Linked DNA regions of Mus musculus: region 2 is linked to region 1. Evidence: chromatin contacts called from public Hi-C data. All regions are on one chromosome and are shown on one strand. Each heading gives the region's core, a stretch centred on a gene start, on an enhancer-like site or on the middle of the called end of the contact. The rest is flanking DNA. Distances are from core to core; before and after follow the strand shown. Region 1 holds the start of Tmem169 (transmembrane protein 169). Region 2 overlaps Xrcc5 (X-ray repair complementing defective repair in Chinese hamster cells 5).

Region 1 (3,145 bases), core at 460-2,959:
CTTATATTTACAGTCATGCCACAATACTCTGTTGGCCGACCCCAGAACTGGTGTAGTGTTTGCCCAATGCAAACTTACTCAAAAAGAGGTTCAACAACTAGCAATCCACAGAAGAGGAACCAAGGTTCTGCAAATTTGCTGACAGAGGCCAAGATCCTGACCTTTGTACTAAACAGGTACTGGTTGATTTTTTTTTTTTTTTAATAATTCCTCCTCCCAGGGGAAGTTTCCTGGTGGAAGACAGGCTGGAAGTAATGGTAAAGTGCAAACTGCAATACTGTCTTGTTTTTTTTTTTTGCAGTGTACTGCTGATAAGATAAAGTCAATCATTTCTCCATGTATTTATTTCTTGTGTTAGTTCAGCATGGAATGTCAAGGCCAAATCATTTCTCATTTGTTCCACTTGATGTCAGATTTTTAAAAATCTACTTGTCAGGGCTGGAGAGACGGCTCAGCAGATAAGAGATCTGTCTGCTCTTCCAGAGGTCCTGAGTTCAATTTCCAGCAACCATATGGTAGCTCACAACCATCTGTAATGGGATCTGATACTGTCTTCTGGTGTGTCTGAAGACAGCTACAGTGTACTCATATACATAAAATAAAATTTTAAAAATCTTTAAAAAAAATCTACTTGTCAAAGCTCTTTGCACAATACAAGCGTCGTGTTGGAAATACTTTTCAAATATGCCTTTATAAACTTTGCACTCTTCCTTCTTACCCACATCTTCGAGGCAGGGTTTCTTTGTGAAACCTCGACTGACTTGGACCTCGATCTGTAGACCAGGCTAGCCTGAAACTCACAGAGATCCACCTGTCTCTGCCTCTTGAGTGCTGGAATTAAAGTCATATGTCACCACCACCTGGGAACAGTTTGCTTTGGGTTAAGAGTAAACCCAAAACCCGGACATGGTGGCGCACGCCTTTAATCCCAGCACTCGGGAGGCAGAGGCAGGCGGATTTCTGAGTTCGAGGCCAGCTGGTCTACAAAGTGAATTCCAGGACAGCCTGGGCTAATAAAAAGAAACCCTGTCTAGAAAAAAACAAAAAAAACAAAACAAAATAACAAAAAAAAGTAAACCCAAAGAAGATGCACATTCTCACATATTTAAATATTAAATGTAACTATTTTCTTCTTGATGGCTTCCTTGTGCGTGTGTTTACGTGATCATTCTAAGTTTAATAACTTTTCCTTTTTCTTGCTTTTAGCACAGGGGACGTGAGAAGAAAATCTGATCAGGGCCTCTCAACATTTCTCGGCTATTCGGAATAAAACCTCTGTTATTTCGTTTTCCCTCATTGCTCAGCTCTGCAGACCGGAGCTTTGCAACCTCTTCCCGGTCCGCCAGCACTCCCCTCTGTCTCTGAACCCAGTTTACCCGAGCTGGACCTCTGCGGACACTAGCCCAGCCCCAGAGGCCTGCTCACGTACCCAGGTGCAGGAGCTCCCGGGAGACGGCTTTTCCAATGCCTGTGCCCCCGCCGGTGACCACGGCCACTTGGTTCTTCAGCAACCCGGCCGCTAGGTAGCTCTGACCAGTCTTCCAAGAGCCCATGGCCACAAAGTGTCTGTCTCTGAGTTCTTGCTAAAGCTAGACCACGTGTTCCTCAGAAGTAGCTCTATTAGTAGCAGTCCTTGGCCACGTAACCAAACAGACCCCGCCCCTAAGTCCGCGTGGTCCCGCCTCAGGCCCCGCCCAGGCCCCGCCTTCGCGGCGCGCTAGGCCTCCTCCCAGAGCTGGACCGCTCCTGGCGGCCGCCCGCAGCCGTCTGCATCCTCAGCTTCCCTCCTGGGTCCCAGTGAAGGTGTGGGTGAGACTCCTCGTTCGATTTTTTTCATATTTATTTTTAAATGTCGGTGACATTGGGGGGAAACGACAGAGGAATGAAAAGAGAGTGAGAAAGAACGAAATGGGAAGGATATTTTCTGTTCTGAAAATCCAATCCTTGGGGCCATAGCTCCCACCGTTAATTAAAATTACATCTCCAGAGCATCTGTGTAGAGAAAGGCTGCAGGTCTGGGCCCTCGCAGTACCGATCTGCAACAGACATCTGGCTGTCTGGGCTTCAGCAGCTGTGTGCAGAGGGCTAGGAAGTGGGGAAAGGCTTAGGTTAGCTGAAGGGAAGCCATCCAGGTCCCAGATCCCTTCTTCTTCAGGGAGGGAGTCGAAAGGGAGGAGGGGGTGGGGCAGGAGAGGGCACACAGTTGCAGTTATCCACAGAGCCTAAATAATGAATGATTAAACAAAATGATTTTAGGCCACCCTCACCTCATTCTCAGTGCCCCACCCAGAAATGAAAAAAAAAAGCACCCTTCCATAGATTTGAGACCTGGTCCGTTTCATCTGGGTTATATAGCAGCAGATAAAGATGAATCGTTGCATGGTTCTTGTAAGATTCATTTCTAGGTTTATGGTTTTGGAACCTGCCTTTTAGCTCCTACCTTCAGCAAGGAACTTATCAGCTCCCAGTTGGTTCCAAGGAACAATTTATTGTTCACATTCTGTTTGTTTTGAATTAATTATTATTATTAATTTTTTTTTGAGACAAGGTCTCTCTCTCTATAGCCCTGGCTGTCCTGGAACTCACTATGTAGATCAGGTTGGCCTGGAACTTAAGAGATTCCCCCTGCCTCTGCCTACTGAATGCTGGGATTAAAGGCATGGGATACCATGCCCTGCCCTTCTGTTTGTTCATTTAAAAATTAACATTACATATGTGTGTGTGTGTGTGTGTGTGTGTGTGTGTGTGTGTGTGAGAAGACGAATTGCAGGAGTCAGTTCTCTTCTTGTACCGTATGGGTGCCACCAGGGATTGAACCCCATCATCAAGCGCAGCAGCAGCAGCCTTGCCCTCTTAGCTCTTTTCTGTTTATCTCTTTCCTTATGTCGGACTATGCTAGGTCATTGGTCTTAATCCAGGACAACAGTCTTTCTAACTTTGCCGGGGGTGCTCTGTTTTCCCTTTTCCAGTCAACAAATGCCATTTGTGTCTGTTTGGGGAGGTGGCGGTTGGAGCCACTACTTAAAAAATTCACAGAGAGAAGTGAAGTTAGACACTGGGTCTCTCGCACCAGCCAGACTGCAGTTCTGAGAGCACCTCTAGGCCCTCCACCTCCCTGGCCTTCTCTGACCTCTTTTTAGAAGCA
Region 2 (2,921 bases), core at 314-2,813, 51 kb after region 1:
TGCCTTCGCATAGTGGTTTTCAGCTGGGACTAGAAGTGGAAGTGAGGGACGTGTGGACCTCACACCTTTGCAGCTCTGTGTGCTTGAGCTATCAGCTGCTGTAACGTGCTCCTTGTTTCCAGGCTTCAGAGGAAAGAGTGCGAGGGAAAAGCAGATGAGAAATGCTGCCCAGAGCCACACATGGCACGTCCTTCTAGAAAAGCGCCAGGCTCCACAGGCAGTGAGAGCCAGAGCTTGGTGGACGGGTGTAGGGGCTGCGATTTCAGGAGCGTTAACGTTCATTTTCTAGGCAGGTATTGGTAGAGTTCTGTGACCTTGACTGCATTTCAGGAGCGCGGAGGCACCAGCCGTACGTAGTTTCCCTGCCCCGGGTCTGCTCAGAGTTGGCTTTCTTTGTCGTCTGCAGTACATTAGAGGCTTGTCCCATCTCCTGAGGACATCATTCCTAAGAGACTTTTGGAGACAGTCTTTGTAATCGCTCATTTTTTACCTGTCCCCTTGTGCTGTGCCCCGGCATTGTTCTAAAAGCAGGACCAATGAACACATACTCTGTTCCCGTCACTCCAGATTGCGGTCGCTGTGATGTCTGCTCTGGAGCCAGTGCATAGACCTTGCTTTACATTTTCCTTTTTCAAGATGTATTTTTATGTGTGTGAGTGATTTGTCTACATGTATGAATGGGCATCGTGCACGACTGATACCCTTGGTAAGAGCAGCAAGTGCTCTGAACAGCTGAGCTAGCTCTCCAGCCTTTACATTTTCCTTTTGGTTAGTTTCTACTTCCCAAGTCTTGGTCAGTTTTTACGTACTCTTCTGAAACCATCACAGGCTAGTGCAGTGCCCTGTGTTGGACTGTAACCCAGCATTGCATTTAATCACACAGCTATTGAGGCTTTTGAGGAGCATGGTTATATCCTGCTCACTCCTCTGTCTCACTGCATACCATATAGGACAATACAGGCCATGCGTTAGGTGCTCATGTAGTTGAGCTTCAAGTACTCGGTTGTTTCCAGTTGCTCTTGCTGTTTTCCAGTAAGAACATTCTGAGCAGACATTTAGCAACATGTGACCTTACAGTGGTGCATATTTCAAAACGCGTTTTCTCTCTCCCATGCTCTTGTAGGTTCATAGAAGATTCTTCATGGGACATCAAGTTCTAAAGGTCTTTGCAGCAAAGGATGATGAGGTGAGTTGGGTTGGAGCTTTGAGACAGTGCTACAAACTGAACTGTTATTTTGGGAAAGTGGGCTGTTTATAGCCTTTGTTTGTTTGTTTGTTTGTTTGTTTGAAACAGGCTTTCTCTGTGTAGCCATGGCTGTCCTAGAACTCGCTTTGTAGATTGGCTGACCTTGAACTAGGAAATCATCAGCCTTTGGCTCCCAAGTGATGGGGTTAAAGGTGTGCATTTGCAACAGCTGTGGGAAAGTCACCAACCTTTAACTCTAAAAATGGGGAGATGATAAACGAGTTTGTTTTAGCTTCAACGTAATGCCCGAGGTCATAGTATTGCACAACAACCCCTGACCAGCTTGACTTAGGTGTAGGTGTCGGCTGTTAAGTAGTTTTGGTTCAGATTGGCCTTCGTCTCTCATGAACACCGAGCATTAGTATGGTGTGTGGACCTGGAGAAGCGCTCCTGATCTGTGGGCGATTTCCCTGGTTTCCCACGTTCTTAAGGTTTTCTGTCGTCAGGCCTGTTTATCCCTGGCTAACAACTCTGACTTTCACAACCTACACTCACGCTTTGCTCTCTGCACATTTTCTTTTTTTTTCTTTTTTGTTTTTTTTTCATTTGTTATCATCTTTTAATAAGTATATCATTTTTAACAATAGAAGCCATGTGAGCATAGGGATATTGAAAGAAGCAATGTACCCCTCTCTCTCCAAGCAAAATTAGAACATATATATAGTAGCTCCCACATTGAGTAGATTTTCTGAATGTGATACAAGTTTACAATTAATTGGTTTTCTAATTTCATAGGAATAATGCATAAACTCATACTGCAAATAATCCCTATAATACTAGAAATGGGGATATTCTTTGCTGTTTGTCCTGGTTCACATTGTAAATGCAGTATATAAATGTATTTTACATAGTATTTCTCATTAAAAGGAAACTTTTTTTTTATTACGTATTTTTCTCAATTACATTTCTAGTGCTATCCCAAAAGTCCCCCATACCCTCCTCACCACTCCCCTACCCACCCATTCCCAACTCTGCACATTTTCTTTTTGAAATATTAAGTCAGCACTCAATGTTTCGTTGGTGTGTTGACTCCAGTACAGAGTGTTAAACCAGCTGAAGCAGGCTTCTAAATTCAGAGGTATTTGCATTAGAAAATGTGAACAATTGATTGCATTGATGACCTTTTTTCCCCATGCTTCTGGAACATGGCTGGCTGCTCACCTAGGAGGTGGTCATGTCAGTGTCTGAGAACAGTTAACATCAGGAGAAGACGCTTGCCTTCCCCTCTCCTGGGTGTGAGGGGGTGAGTTCACTACAACACATAGATGACTTCACACTTGAGAATTCTAGCTAGTGATGTTCTCCTAACTCCAGCCTTAGAAACTGTGCTGCTCTGGTCTGGTGTGTTCTATAGTTTTAAACTTTTTGAACTCCAGCTGTGGACATAACTCCCACTTGGTTTTTTTGTTTGTTTATTTTTGTTTTGTTGTTGTTTTTGTTTTTTTTCCACGAAGGAAATCCCAGTGACTTCTTGAGAGTTCTGCTGCAGAGCTATATTGAGGTACCTGAGCTGCAAATCAAATTTGTCATATACGTAACTAGCTTCTGTTGTCAAAGTCAAACGAAAGTGCAGAGACAAGTTTCTGATGAAGCATCTTGTGTTTGGAATAAGGACTAGGACCGTATCTCGGGCCCATGGGATGACAGTGGTAGCCGGTGTGGTTGGGTGATGGAG

Evidence for each region. A called contact is a pair of places that touch in the nucleus more often than the background predicts.
Region 2: a contact with region 1 is called in a Hi-C map of liver, with 1.5 times the contacts expected there. The contact joins the enhancer-like site here to the promoter of Tmem169 in region 1. A contact is called at or near these places in 1 of 39 promoter capture datasets (macrophages), 1 of 484 Hi-C or Micro-C datasets (liver), 1 of 115 datasets of contacts at active chromatin or transcription factors (embryonic stem cells) and 1 of 9 other capture datasets (adipose tissue).

Annotation. Positions count from the first base shown.
Region 1 is chr1:72,282,664-72,285,808 of GRCm38.p6, forward strand. Tmem169 (transmembrane protein 169) reads left to right here and starts at 1,710. Exons shown (of 3, transcript NM_175564.4): 1 at 1,710-1,803. It overlaps Pecr (peroxisomal trans-2-enoyl-CoA reductase), which reads right to left and starts at 1,658. Exons shown (of 8, transcript NM_023523.6): 1 at 1,430-1,658. The coding sequence starts at 1,553. It overlaps Gm51631 (a long non-coding RNA gene), which reads right to left. Exons shown (of 3, transcript XR_003947863.1): 3 at 1,835-2,085.
Region 2 is chr1:72,333,513-72,336,433 of GRCm38.p6, forward strand. Xrcc5 (X-ray repair complementing defective repair in Chinese hamster cells 5) reads left to right here. Exons shown (of 21, transcript NM_009533.2): 10 at 1,124-1,186. Among named protein-coding and RNA genes, the nearest start is that of Xrcc5, 28 kb to the left of the region's middle. Within about 2 kb of position 1,564, at least 7 of the 459 cell types and tissues checked have an H3K27ac peak or open chromatin away from gene starts, as enhancers often do. A contact at or near this core is called in liver, where this site is marked.